2 separate regions of the Anas platyrhynchos genome follow, and region 1 is linked to region 2. Evidence: chromatin contacts called from public Hi-C data. All regions are on one chromosome and are shown on one strand. Each heading gives the region's core, a stretch centred on a gene start, on an enhancer-like site or on the middle of the called end of the contact. The rest is flanking DNA. Distances are from core to core; before and after follow the strand shown. Region 1 overlaps PAK3 (p21 (RAC1) activated kinase 3). Region 2 overlaps LOC110351905.

Region 1 (6,810 bases), core at 4,246-6,745, 89 kb after region 2:
TTTATGGCAAGAAAGTAAATATCCCAGCTCAATGCAATGCTGTGCTGCAGTGTATTATAACGGATAATACAAAACATCGGATCTAGCAATTCATCTTAATGCTTCCTACATCAAAATAATTCAGGGACTAGTAATGGAAAAAAGCTGTCAGAGGATAAAAAAGCAGTGGTAAAAAAATAGTTACTCCTACCCAATGAAAAAGAAAAGCAGGATGCATGCAAACGTTTTTAGCTTTTCAACATCATTTTGTATCCTAATCTGCATCCAACTGCGACAGTGTCACATTCTCAGATGTAAAGAGTGCAATCCACAGACAGGGCTAAATCACATTAGGCACTGGTGATAATAGAGTCCGTGCATGCATGACAGTCAGGCAAGGCATCTAGCTGGGGCTGCAGGGTGACGGGGGCCATTCAATGAGGTAGGAAGGGCTGTCTCCTCCAATTTCACTGTATTTATTGGGGATTTAATGTATTTTTTAAAAGATATTTGCGGTGGAAATCGGTTTGTCGGAGGTCATCTAATTGAATCTACAGCCCTGGCAACCCTTCACAAAGGCTGCCAGAAATGACCGAGTTGCTAATGTTCAACTGTGAATACCCAGCAGGGGTCCTCCGCAGGGCTGAATACAGTCAATTATGTTATTTTTCTAAATATTAGTGACTCAGCTGTCTCTGCTTGTGAAGAGTTGCCAGGGTCACAGATACAATCAGACAGATCCTCCCCCCCTTCGCGTCCAGGAGATGGGGAGAAGCTTTTAAGTATCGCGTTGAATCATCCCGAAACAGAGGGAAGGGTTCCTGCAGGGCTGCGCTCCTGCTCCGTGCTGGTTGCCTGCAAGCCTTTGGGTTTGTGGGGTCGTTCCCCTCCTTCCAGCGGGCCAGACAGGGCAACGTGTCGTTGTTTGGGGGAGCGCTGTCGTGCACAAGCAGTCTCACTGAGGTCTGGGAGATAAAATGTGAATTTCACTGCTTAGCTCAACGGGCATTAGGGCTGAGAGCAGACAAAAGACACAGGCGCCATCAGCTTGTGTCTTCCCTTTACAGCTGTTTATTTTTTCTCTCTCCTCCTTCTCCCCTCCCATGGTGCTCCAGATACTTCTCTGTAAGGAACATTTCTTATGTACATAACAGTTCAGTTTCCCATTCTCCTCTGCAGATTTGTCAGTGAGGAATACAGCGTGGTGGTAAGGAGAGCTCAGAAGCAGGTCCTGAGCAACATCCACTGCCCAGAGCCTCTGCAGCTGAGCCTTGCAGCAGCCCTGCTTCTTTGCCTCTTCCACGGAACGCTGCAAGTATTTCAGTTTTTGATCACAGCTTCCTTAGTTTTTGCCACAAAGGCTCTTTTCCAGAGCCCAGCCTCCTCCAGCAACAGCATCCCTATTCCTGTGGTCCACAGCCCAGCTCTTCTTATCTGATCAACAGCATTTGGCAGGAGGAAAAAATCCTTCCAGAGCATTTGAATGCCAGTGCATCGTTTTGGCCCAAGTTTGGGGTAGTGCTTTAAAGTTGGCAAAGTTTCCTAATTTACTGCTGTTAAATTTTATCCAACTTTAGGAAAATTATGTGATTGCGGCCAATTCCCAGCTCTTCTAAATCTACTGCAAATACTTCGCCAGCATGTGTCCAAGTATAATCCAATTCTGATGTCTTTAATGCTGATACACACAATTTCCCTATAAGTACCTTCAGGCATGGCATCTGAACTGCAGCGGACAGTTCAGCATCCAGCTGTCTGGAGCCCAGCTCGCAGGAGGTGAAACCTTTACTCCTTTGGCTCCCTGTCCCTCTGGGCACTGGAAAGCCCAGTCTGGGTCTCTAGTGAGCACTTCTGGTGCCTCTCTGACCTGCTGAACGTAGGCAGTAGTCTGTATGGGATGTCAGCGCTCCCTTGCAATGAGCACAGGCTGAGGGTCATGCGATGTCTCACTATTTGCCTTCAGTGCATTTTGCATCGGGGTACTGGTGTTCCAGCTGTGCTAGAAAGACAGGAGCCAAATCAAACTGCAGCGAAGGCAGAAGTGAAGTTGAAAATGCTCCAGTACTGCAGAGAACTTGACTCTGAAAACCCGACGCTGTCGAAAGGGTGCCTTTGTAGCTTGCTTGTGCTGTAAAAACAGGGAGGAAACCAAGCCACCCTCTGCTAAAGCTGGAGCTTCCCCTGGCCAGAGCTCCCCTAGGGACAATGCAAATAACCCAGCAAGGCAGGGAAGGCTCGGTGTGTTTAGACAGCCTTTCCTCCTCTGATCTGCGGGTGCCTCTCAGGAGGAGGAATTCCCTGGGAAGGTTTTGATGTCTGGCTAATTCCCAGGGCCAACGTCTCCCTTCTTCAGGAGGAAATGGTTTGGGGCAGCAGCAGTGGTACTCTGAACCAAAGAGCAGGTGGTTTCCTGAACGTTTTCCTTTTTTGGTTTTCTGTCTTTCCCCCGCATTTCTGTCAAGATGGGCAGATACACGGCATCAAACTGTCCTCAGGCTGAATACGAGGACTCCATTGTGCGAAACTGGAGGCCTGGTGTTACAGACAGTGCCAAGTTATGTGTGACCTGTTCTGGTCACAGGCACGGTTAGGTCAACAGCAGCTTGTCTCGCACTTCAGCTCATCCAAATATTTATCAGTGGGAACTGATACAAGCAGTGATTTCTGTTGCTACGAGCAGAACATGCAGCAGCCAGAGGAGTGTTTGCAGCTTCTGGCTCAGCACATGCACCTTGCTTTTTGTTGACCCTGGCACCAGTTCTCCAGGTTCTCTTCTTTCTCTGTTATTCTACGACATCCAGTACCTGAAGCTGTTAGCCGAATTGTGCCGATAGCAGACAGGGTTTGTCAGTGTGCTCGTCTTGGCTTGCAGAGGAAGAGCGACCTGCTGACTGTGTCAGCACAGAGCTCTCCCCTCTTCTGTGCATTCGGAAACACAAATACCATTCCTCTTTGTCACAAGAGGTTTTGCACTCCAGCTCTGTGGCTAGGGTAAACGAGTAGGAAATTTTTCACTCCACTTGACTCAAATTCATCAATGCTGGCAATCGATTGCTTTTTGGTCCTTCAGTGCCACCGCTTTGACAAGCTGACAGAACTGGCTAAAGGAATACTTAACAAGGATCTGGTTCGTGATTTAAGGGTAAGAAAATTATTGTCTGGCAGTATAGTGAACGCAAAATGATTGTTTGCTGGTGCAACACCCTTAAAAACGCTTCCCCTTTGGATCCAGTCGCGTTACAAAGAAGTTGAAGGCACTGCCAAAACGTGCGTGCCCCATCTGCTAACTGGGGCATCAGCCCCTTGCTCGTCCGCTGGATTCATGGCTGGCAGTGATAACCGCTCTTACACCGCACTGTCTTACCTCCAGGAACTGGAAAACTCGTGGACATTTCATGTTATCTTTTTTTTTAGAAATGGAGAAGCTGAGACACAGTAAGAGGAAATGCTCTGGGAGCAGTGACCGTCGGGCTGAGAGGAGAGTTACAGTAGCTCCTGTCTCCTGAGTTCAGCATGTGTGCTACCGAGGAATATTTCTGCTCAGTAAATGTGCTCTTTCTTGTACTTAGGCATTCCTTCAGGTATTTCAGGTCCTGGGAGGATACAGATCTCCCTCAGGTACAAAATGGTGAGGTCACACACGTGAGGTCACAGTGTTACTTACTCTTCTACCACGAGCCCTTAAAAGAGAAGGGAGCAGGAGCTGATATTAAAAAACACACAACAACAAGAAAACAACACTCCCCCCTCCCCAGACTGGGGAAAAGTTTTAAAAGAGCCGATCCTCTGTTTGCTTTTCCTTCTACAGGCCACCTTCCAAATGTACACAAGGGTAACTGTGTTACAAGGCATGGATTAGCAGCAAGGTTCTCTAAGGGAGACCTGTTGGAGTTATCTTTAATATTAGAAGCAGAGTGTTTGTTTTCTTTAATACGGAGGGCAGCACCAATAAAAACACCAGGCAAAGAGGCCGGTATTACTGGCTCACGTCTGCTTTTATCTCGGAGTGGAGTTATAGTAGAACGATTTTTGCTTGGAAACTTTAAAGCAGGACTGCATCCTTTCATGCTGAAATCATATCTCCTGCAAGGATTAATGGAGGATATAATGTTTCCTTCAGCTTCTTATTTTCTCCACTCCTGAACTTGGACTCCTGACCTTAACTTTTCTCTGGTTATGACCGAGCCTTGGCCTTCAATTGAATAGCTGAGCTTTTTACAATCAGATCAGGTCCCGCTCTTGTAATTTCAGACTCATTTTGTGACATCGATATTGTAGATCTTAATTAAAAAGTCAAACATTTTATATCTCAGGTAATGGCCGTACAGGAACTATCCGGTTTTGATCCCATGTGTGTAGCCATCCAAACCATTAGGTGTGTGGGACTGAAGTGTGGGGAGCCATGCGTGGTCTGTCTGTGGGCCCCTTCTCCTCTTTGTGCTCTCTCTGCAGCGCAGCTCTGCACCTGTGGCGTGCTGCATGCGGCCACAAAGAGAGCCGGTGAGTGGCAGGTAATTCACCCTTGGTGTTGGCTGAGGCTGGAGCCGCTCATTAGTTGAAACAGCTAATCAGGCAGAAATCTGCAGGGCTCTGCACTTAATTACAGGGCAGGGCTAGACGGTAGGTAGTAAAAATATCTGGAACTTGGCTTTACCAATGTCTCTTGCTAGCAGCAGCGGGGGCTAATTGCATGGGACTGTCCGTGTAGATAAGGCTGGGTGTACTGTTCAGTGAAATACTGAATCTGGACATCCTTCTGTTCATGGGACTGGTGGCTTTTATTTATTTATTTATTTTAAGTTGCTCATAATTAACTGGATATGGTGTGCCTTGTGCTTTCTCTCACTGAAGAGACCCCAGGGAGGCTGTGTTTTGGTTGTGCAGCCACAAAGCCAGCTTGATGTACAGCTACAGATCTTCTAGACGGTTGTCACCGTCACAACTACTTCAGGGACATTTCTCAGTTGCATGAGTGTGAAAGAAAGGAAAACCAGGCATCTCTGCTCTACCCTCCTATAAAACCTTCACTTTCTGTAAGTAAGCCACAGCCTGTTAGGAAGGGTTAGTTAACGCTGCCTTCTGGTGAGGGTGGGTATTTTCCGAAACCCAAATTCAGAGAAGGTTACGTAGTGGAGTCTATCAGGTTGATTAAATTATTTTCCAGAACACAAGATATCCCTGAAGAAGCAGGACCAATAGCAAAGATTTGTCTCTGAAAAGAGCAGATGTAATCTTCACTCTGAGTGAGGCTGATGACAGAAGTGTCCCTGGTATAAATGGAGGCAGAGTCAGTACCTACCAAGGAGCATCAGCGTGCCGGGTTACCGCTGTGTGAATTACCTGCATAGATGAGGACAGAGCTGTAATTCACTGTCCTGAAACAGTAACTTGTTAAACACACATAACGGAAAAAGTAACTCTTCAGGCAGTAAAGGGAGGCATTAACCATTGCTAATTAAAACTGAACTTGCAGATATGCTGTTCTTAGCAGTCTATAGGTAGGAAACACTGTCCCTCAGTGGTAGGAAGGAAGAACTGCTCAGGAAATGGTTGCACAATTATTCATTCTTGTGGTGTGCATTGTGATGGATGTCTTTTTCACTAGCAATTAATAGCAGTACAGAGTGTGCAAGGTCTGGAGTTATGTCCTGTTGTTGAACACCAACCAAAGGAGTTTGAGAAGCCAAGCCAGCAGCAGTCAGAGGTGGTTTATTTTCAGGACATGCCAAGAGGTACCGAACTTGCTGCTGACATCTTTTGTACCACGCTGCATGCCATGCTTCTGTGTCGGTGCTGTTACACTCCCAGTCTGTCCCCCATACTGGCAGAAAATAATTAACCTTCAGTTCCCATTGGAGCTGAAAACTGGCTGGGGTGTGTTCCTGCAGGTACACACGAGCAGACAAAACGCTTCGTTCTTCCTAACATCCTGGGAGCCAAGCTTCCTCGCTGCTTTGGCAGGAGGCCCTTCTGGGTCTCAGGCTCCACTTTGGAGAAGCTTGCTTCTTTTTCTCTGCGCTGCCCTGGGCTGTGGATAGTCTGAAGATTCAGGCTTCAGGGCTGCATAGTTTGCCTGCAAGAAACTCTTTATCACTTAAAAAATGAGGAGTTGTTTTCAGCTGGATCTAACTGCCCTGCGTTAGAGGATGCTCAGACTATTTTCACGTGGATTTGTGTGGCTTCTTGCAGATCTCCTTGAAATCATTATTCAGCCAATATGCTATTTTCTGTCAATGGTTGTATTTTTTGTCTCAGCTCCGGTGTGTGACAATTGATTGCCTTCAAATAGGAAGGGAAGGGAGTTTGGTGGGAATGCTGCTCAGGTCTGGCTACACGCTGATACCTTCTCTGTACCTGCGCCTGGAAGGTCCTGAAGTCTGACACTTCTGAATTATCCTGGCCCATCCTGTACAGATAGTGTAAGCCTGGAAGACTTGCTACTGATTGTCTGGATTGTGTCTGCTTGGACAGCAGGCCTCCGGGGGTTTGTGTCTTGACTCCTGGATATACAGTATTCAGTGTAACGGGACATATTTGGTGTATATGTCTTGCCTCCTAAGATTTTTTCTGCTGTAGAGAAGGGCCAGCATGCATGTCATATTAGCAGAAGAGGCTTAGAAGGTGTGACTGTAATAATCATGATTAATTTTGCTCTACCACTGTCAGAGGAGAGAAGAGAAAGGAGCAGACCCTTCCGGCAGCACGCTGTCTGCCATCTCACCGTTACTTTCGGCCTCACTTCTGTGCTCACAGCTTTCTGCAGTCACGGTGGGTTTGTTTGTGGTCAGTGTAAATCTTGCACTAAGAGCTCTGGGAGGCCTTCAGCTGAAA
Region 2 (6,784 bases), core at 277-2,776:
AACTTCAAAGTGGTGTCTGGCACATGTAACTCACTGAAGTAGGAAAATACCCAGTGGATTGACAGATTATTATCTTTTAATGACAGTGCTAGAGTTGGTACAAAAAAAACATTTTGTATTACCCAAAACTGTAACCATGACTTGAAATAAACAGGCCTCACATGGCAGTCCTCATAAAATCGGTGGGAAGGGTACAGTGTCTTACAGTACAGCATGAGAACTGTAAGGATGAACTTAGTTGGAGTTGAAAAAGAACAAAGCTCACACAAGGGCTTTTAAAAGTCAAAACAAGCTAATCACTAAGTTAATAAAATATCTTAGCTACTAGGGTGGAGAAAATCCTTGGTTTAATTACATGAGGGAACATTGACCAAAAATCCTGCTTCCATTGAAATCAATAGGAAAAAAATTGATTCAGGGTGCTGGATGTGGTCCTTATTAAAGTAATAAACTTGGAGAAATCTGCTGAAAGTGTCTGTTAATGGTGAAATAATTAATGGCCTTGAGAATACAATAATACATTATGCTGTCATGAAATGCTGGAAATGAAACGCTCAGTGTAGTGCCCACAAGGGTAAGCTATCTTCTGTTCACTAGAACCTTTTGAAATCTGAGTGGTTGTGCCTCAATGGCAGCAGTAGTGTCCCAGGGCATATCATAATAATACATATCAGTGCCTTGACGGATATTTCTAGCTGAATCATTTCAACTGTAAGGGGCTGGGTTTGATAGCGTAGGGCAACCTGAGGTTGATGGATATGATTGCTGCAATTGTCTTTTTCTTTGTTTCGGTACAGCTAGCACTGTTTATCTGAGCAGTGTGCAGAAAGGTGCCAAATACCTCCATTATGGCAGAAACCTGAAAAAAGGACCCTTCCTGTACATTACAACTGAACCACAAGGGCTTGCTACGTCGTATTTCTGCCATTCTAGCTAAAGCTAATTGGATGCAGACACTTTCTGTTACCTACCAGAAGCTCTTCACGTTTCCTCTTATTTCTTCTCTCCACTTTTTACCTTTCTACTCTACTGTCTGGGACATTTCCTCTGTGTTTAAAACTCACTTTTAATCCCAATCTCCCTTGCCAAATGCATTCTTGTTGCATCTCATCCCACCCTGGTGTGTTCCAGGCCTATTCTCTTGTCCTGTGTCTTGGTTACCTTGATTAGTTGGAAACCTACTTTTGGGGTGGGTAAGTCTAATCCTGTATAACTACAGGAAAGGTCCCGACATTATTTAAGCTCTCTGTAAAATTTATTTTCTTTTCTTCAGAGGGCCAACTGACAGATTTTGTGAGATCCCTATAAGGATTCTGTCATAATCAGTGAAAAAGAAAATTAAAAAACCCAAACCACAGGAAAGCCAAAACCTTTCCCTCCCTCCAGGCACTTAGTTGCTCATCAGTCATCACTGCAAATCTCCGCAACTGCTTTTGGCATCAGTTCAAAAATTCTGACTCCGTGCTATGCTTTGAGTGATTAATGACTAGCTCCAGAGATTTTCTCTGGTGATCCTCACATGAGACATAAAGGAATCAATTGCCTCAGCAATGTCTGGGAGCAGAGTATGTCAAGGATATAGTTTGCTTCCCCGAGTTTATAATGAAACATCTTACTGCATTCATTGCCCTAAGGTACTAATTTGATACATTCTGCATCTGCTTGGCCTGAGCATTGCAGATTTGCCTCAGCAAAGTGAGAGTATAGTAAGAAATTGATACTAACAACCACCAAAATCACACTTATTGCCATGCTGTGAAGCATTCAATGTTTGTTCAGTTTTTTATATACAATATTTTTTATCAGAACACTCCAGAGCAGCTAATTTTGGGATATTAACAACTCCATTCCCAAAAGTTTTATTGTGAATGTTAGGGAAAATAGTAAGCAAAATGATCCTAATTCTGCTGCATCGTACAACTGTGATTCAGAATAGCTCTAGCACTTTTACTCAACCTTTCTAAACTTACTCCTATCAGATCAGTAGAGTTAGAAAATTAGTATATCCTTTTCTAAGCTGGGATTTACAGTGGTAAAAACAAGAAACGTCATCTCATAGTTGGGATTAGCTCAGTTTCTAAATGCATGGACTTACGTAAAAAGAGTTTGGGCTTTCTGTTGGACTTGATTTGACTTTAAAGTTTCTATTAGAAATCAGATGCAGCTGGAAGCCCAGAAGTGTCATCCTGTCTGATACTGGTGGGAAATGTTGCTATTGCAGTTGCTGTATTGCCGTTCCCTTCTCTCACCATCATTTTCCATCTCTGGTGTGGTGATTCTGTCCTAGGATGGCTTAAACATACTTGTTATATCTCTACTGCCTGCAGTCAGACTATCTAAATACAATATATTATATCTATCTATTATATGTACATATAATGTACACACATATATACATACGTACATTATCTATCTATTCTATGTATAATCTATCTATTATATCTAAATACACCGGGAAATTATGCATAACAAAGTAGTACCGCGGCAGCCCTTTGAGTTAGGGTAGCAATTTTGTAATGAGGAAGAAATGGAGTAGAGAAGTTAAATGTCTTGTGAAGAGCTGTACGGGAAGAATAGATCAGGCCCTAGACTGGAGTCCGAGCCTGTGCTTTCCTTCAGTGCATGGCTTGCTTCTGGTACGTGTTGAAACTGGGAGAATTTGAAAGTGTCCAAAAACAGTTAAAAAACCCTGAAAAAGAACAAAACATTCAATGCCAGTTAGGTTTCACGTTGTGTACCATCACTGCAAAATTTTCTTGGAGACTCGTTGCTACCTTTTCTGTCTCAGAGCTCGTTGCTCTGCATCTGAGCTCTCCACAGCAGTGGCATTTTGGTCAGCTCGTGGTGTTCTTCCTGTAAGTGAAGAAGTCAGGCATCTTCTGTGGCTACACCTAGCCTTGAAATTTTGTATTTCTTGGTCTAGGTAGGAACAGCTGTAGGAAAGCCTGTGTTCTTTAATACCTTGACTCAGGAAAGCACAGAAACATGTACCTGGAGATAAGGTTGCATTGCAGTAGGGCTATATTTAGTGCTGTATTAGGACTATATTTAACCATTCTTTTGATAAAGTTGAATTCTGATAGTGTAATTTCCATATCAGAGGGCCTATGGCCTTGCTCCAGTCCTAGGGCTCTGTTTCTCACTGTGCGTGCAAAGTTTTGATTTCCAGAGACAAGATTTTGTAGTGGTTGAATCAATCTGGCTGAGCACACGAGGTCTTACATTCCTCTCCCAATAGCCTGCTGCTTCCAACACCAGTTTATCTGATGTGTAAACTGGCCAGCAGGTTTTCATAAAATCTTTCTTTTTCTTCAACAGTTTAATCCCTTGGTCTTTTCTCAAGAAAAATTCTTATGACTACAGTAAGTATTCTGCCTGAGGCCTGTAGAATGATACCCAAGGTTTAACTCTGCTGTTTGACAGTTCTTGCTTATAACACACTGAGAAATTATTCAGTATGAATCCCTGGTGGATCTAATTACAACCTGTCAACAAACTGGGTGTGGACAAGAAGCTGAACATATTTTAAAGTGTTGTTATTAGTTTTAAGCAAGGAAAATAATTTGATGGTATTTTAAGAATGTCCCACCGGTTCAAAAAGGCCCCAAAGTAGTATTTAAAAGCAGTTCCTCATAATCATCCTCAAAGACAGTGGTGCAGGATTCCTGTGTTATGGTTAATGGAAAATAATATTTTCATGGACAAACAGAGGTGGAGGATCTGTTCCATGTAACACATTTTTCCACTACAGCACCATGGTTTTCAGTAGTGTTGCTTTTAAACCCCTCCCAAGGTTTAAAATTATGGGGAAAAGGTTAGTGGAAATGCTCTGAGTTTAATACAAAGTTCTCAGCAGATGTAATGTTGCAGTTCACTGTAAAATGAAATTAGCATGCCTTCTCTGCTTCTATATTTTTTTCATACTTGGTATTTAATCATCAACTGTACTGTCTGTTTGGGCAGTACAAAAGCTTCATCAAATCTGCAGTTGAGATTTTCTAGTGCTAACATGCTTTTCTTTTTTCCCTTTAACCTCTCCCCGTGTGCCCTGTTGAAAAGAAAGGGGGAGAAGGATGTAGGGGTCAGCAGGGCCGTCTTGAATTGCCTGGGCTCTGGATGCTATGGCTGGTGGCAGTCTGATTCGGCGTGGGGTAAGGGGAGGGAGGGGAGCAGAGTGTCAGACATCTTCCTGATGTCTCCCTCTCAATGCTTTTTCAATTCTGCTCAATTGGATGACAGCAGTGATCTTTTGCTAGGTCTTCAGGGGGTATAATCTGTAAAATATAAATTTCCTTGCCTTTCGGAGTATGTTTCTACAGATGCCTGACCTTTACTTTGCTCTGGCTTTCCAATTCTGCATTATTTCAAAAAATAATTTGGTCTTACGGGGAGCTGAAGAGCCTGCCTTAGCCAAGTGGCTGCCAACCCACCTTCATTCTTTTAGCAGCATTTCCAGTGCTTTCCCTGAGATGGCTTTTTTTTAAACAAACAAACAAACAAACAAACAACAGAAACTTGTATTTGTTTTTTTTTTTTTTTGTAATCATGGAGGCCATTTAATCAAAATATTTAATTATGTCTCTCTCCAATTTAGGTCTGGAGCCAGTTTGGCTTTGTTATAATTAGAACAAGATTTTCTAAATGACAACCTTTTTCAGTGGCTTTCAACTCAATTAGAGATCAGAATCTTAACTTCTGTTTAGGGCAGGCATTCAGAAAAGTCTCTGAGTATATCTGTAACTCATGCTGACTTCAGTGGTATTGTTCACAGCACTGCACGGTGCAGATAAGCTTATGCTTAAATGCTTTGCTGGCCAAGGCCTGAATATTAACACAGAGCTGGGGAATTTGAATGTGTTTTACCAGGTCAAAGAAAAAAACAAGTTATAAATATCCGTTTTAGAACAGCCCTTAAACTTACTGATTTAGTTTTTAACTTCAATGAATTTTATTGGCATCTGAATTCCCAAGTGGATTGAGTTAGCAGCAAAGTGACCCCAAGTCATAGAGGGAATATGTGGGACTGGCAGAATGTGTTTGGATGTGTCAGACCCCATGCCTGTTGGCTGTTGTGGTTGGGTTTTTTAGTGCCAGCCTTGAACTGCAGAGTGCCCTGTACATGGAGTGCTAGAAAAAATGCCCAGGCACTACCGTGGTCTTGGGAAGCATGGAGAGCCAAGTAAGCAGAGGGCTGGAGCCAGATTCGGTGATGTATTCAGGTGTTGTGATGGGGCAAGGATTAGTCAGGGATATGTATCTCTATACAGCATTGGCTCTCCCCAAACACGATGCAGTTTAATTTGTACTGATGCAACTGAGTAGCCAGCTCTGCACTTTCTCTGTACCCAGGAGAAACACCACAAGTGTAGAAGCTTCACCAAGTAAGATCTTTAAAATGTGGTTTCAAGCACAGATGCGAAAAACAACAACCACTTTTTGAAAGGAAAAAAAGGTCTGTGTTCTGAGGGAACCTTCATGGATCCTGTGTGCTGGTTTTCAGTTACTAGAGGGCAGCATTGTATAAACAATGAGAGCATGACATCCTTGGGAGCATCCAGTGACTGAGTTTAAATGGGGTACTTCTCAAGGATATCAGCAGTTTCTCAGTTTTGTGATGAGGATGTAATTAACAAAGCTATTCCTGCTTTGTTTGCTGTCTTAGTGGTCTTAACATTCACACATCTGCATTTCCCCTATATCTATTTGGCTAATCACAAGTGATTAAGAGATGGTTACCTTGTTTGCTTCTCTTCATGCAACAGCTAACATAATAAATAAAGAAATTACAAGTTTTTAGGAATAGTTTTCCGATTTATTTTATTTAGCATGTGAGAATAGTATGCAATTACTTAGTTTTCCCACTTCCCCAGTAGATGGCATCTATGAAATCTTTAGGTATTGGCCCCTGTAGCAGAGAATGGTTGGATATAAAATTTGTGACAAACTGTTTAGTTTTTACTGATGGGTGTTGCTTTGCATTCTGCCTTAGAAGGGTGTGCCTCTGCTTTATGTTGCTCCTCTCTGGCAATTCCTTATTTTGTTAGTGCAATGTGTGCTTTACGTGTATTAAAAATGAGTATCGAATCAGTTTTGTTCACAGTGTTCATAAACAACCAAGCTCTAGAACAATACTTAAATTTACATTTCAAATACGTTTACAGCCCAATTTCCACTTATAAGGAATTATAAAATATAAGGATCTGGAATTCCTGCAGCTTCAGTAGAATTATGAAGCAGAAGAAAATCAGTATTTTAAATGTGGCAACTGATTTGGGGATTCTGGGGAGGACATCTTTATCAGGCATCAGAAAACTAAAACCATCTCCAAACTGAGAGCTGCTTCTGAGTATTTAACTATACTTGCTTTGTGTACTGCTGCTTTCTGCCTCCTGTGGAGATTTATTTTGGTTGTTGTTCACTTAACACATTTCACAGAAACAGGCAAAACATCTACAGGGCTGCCCTAAGCTTCCCCAGCTCTCAGCATGCTCCCTGTGTCTGGGGAGGGCTGGACTTCACATTCCAGCCCCGACCCTGTCCATGCACTTTGCATGGAAAAGCTGTTGGCATTCTTGACATGGAACTGGATGTGAGTGATCAGTTATGCAGAGTTTATCTTGCTAGACAAACTCTGTGCTATTGGGGAATCCTCAATGTCTTTTTAGAAGACATTTATGTGCCTTTAAACTGGCGTGAATCCAAGGGAAGATACCGAAATTAACATCTGTCACAAAGTTTCTCTCATTTTGTCCCAGATCCTGTCCCTGCTACCTTTAAGCTCTAC

What was found. A called contact is a pair of places that touch in the nucleus more often than the background predicts.
Region 1: a Hi-C map of liver shows a contact between it and region 2, with 4 times the contacts expected there. The contact joins two enhancer-like sites. A contact is called at or near these places in 3 of 8 Hi-C or Micro-C datasets (liver, skeletal muscle and subcutaneous adipose tissue).

Annotation. Positions count from the first base shown.
Region 1 is chr10:5,869,611-5,876,420 of IASCAAS_PekinDuck_T2T, forward strand. The region is part of intron 1 of PAK3 (p21 (RAC1) activated kinase 3); the gene reads left to right. Among named protein-coding and RNA genes, the nearest start is that of CHRDL1, 11 kb to the left of the region's middle. Within about 2 kb of position 5,496, at least 2 of the 8 cell types and tissues checked have an H3K27ac peak or open chromatin away from gene starts, as enhancers often do.
Region 2 is chr10:5,784,360-5,791,143 of IASCAAS_PekinDuck_T2T, forward strand. LOC110351905 reads left to right here. Exons shown (of 6, transcript XM_072043049.1): 6 at 1-113. Among named protein-coding and RNA genes, the nearest start is that of AMMECR1, 6.4 kb to the left of the region's middle. Within about 2 kb of position 1,527, at least 1 of the 8 cell types and tissues checked has an H3K27ac peak or open chromatin away from gene starts, as enhancers often do.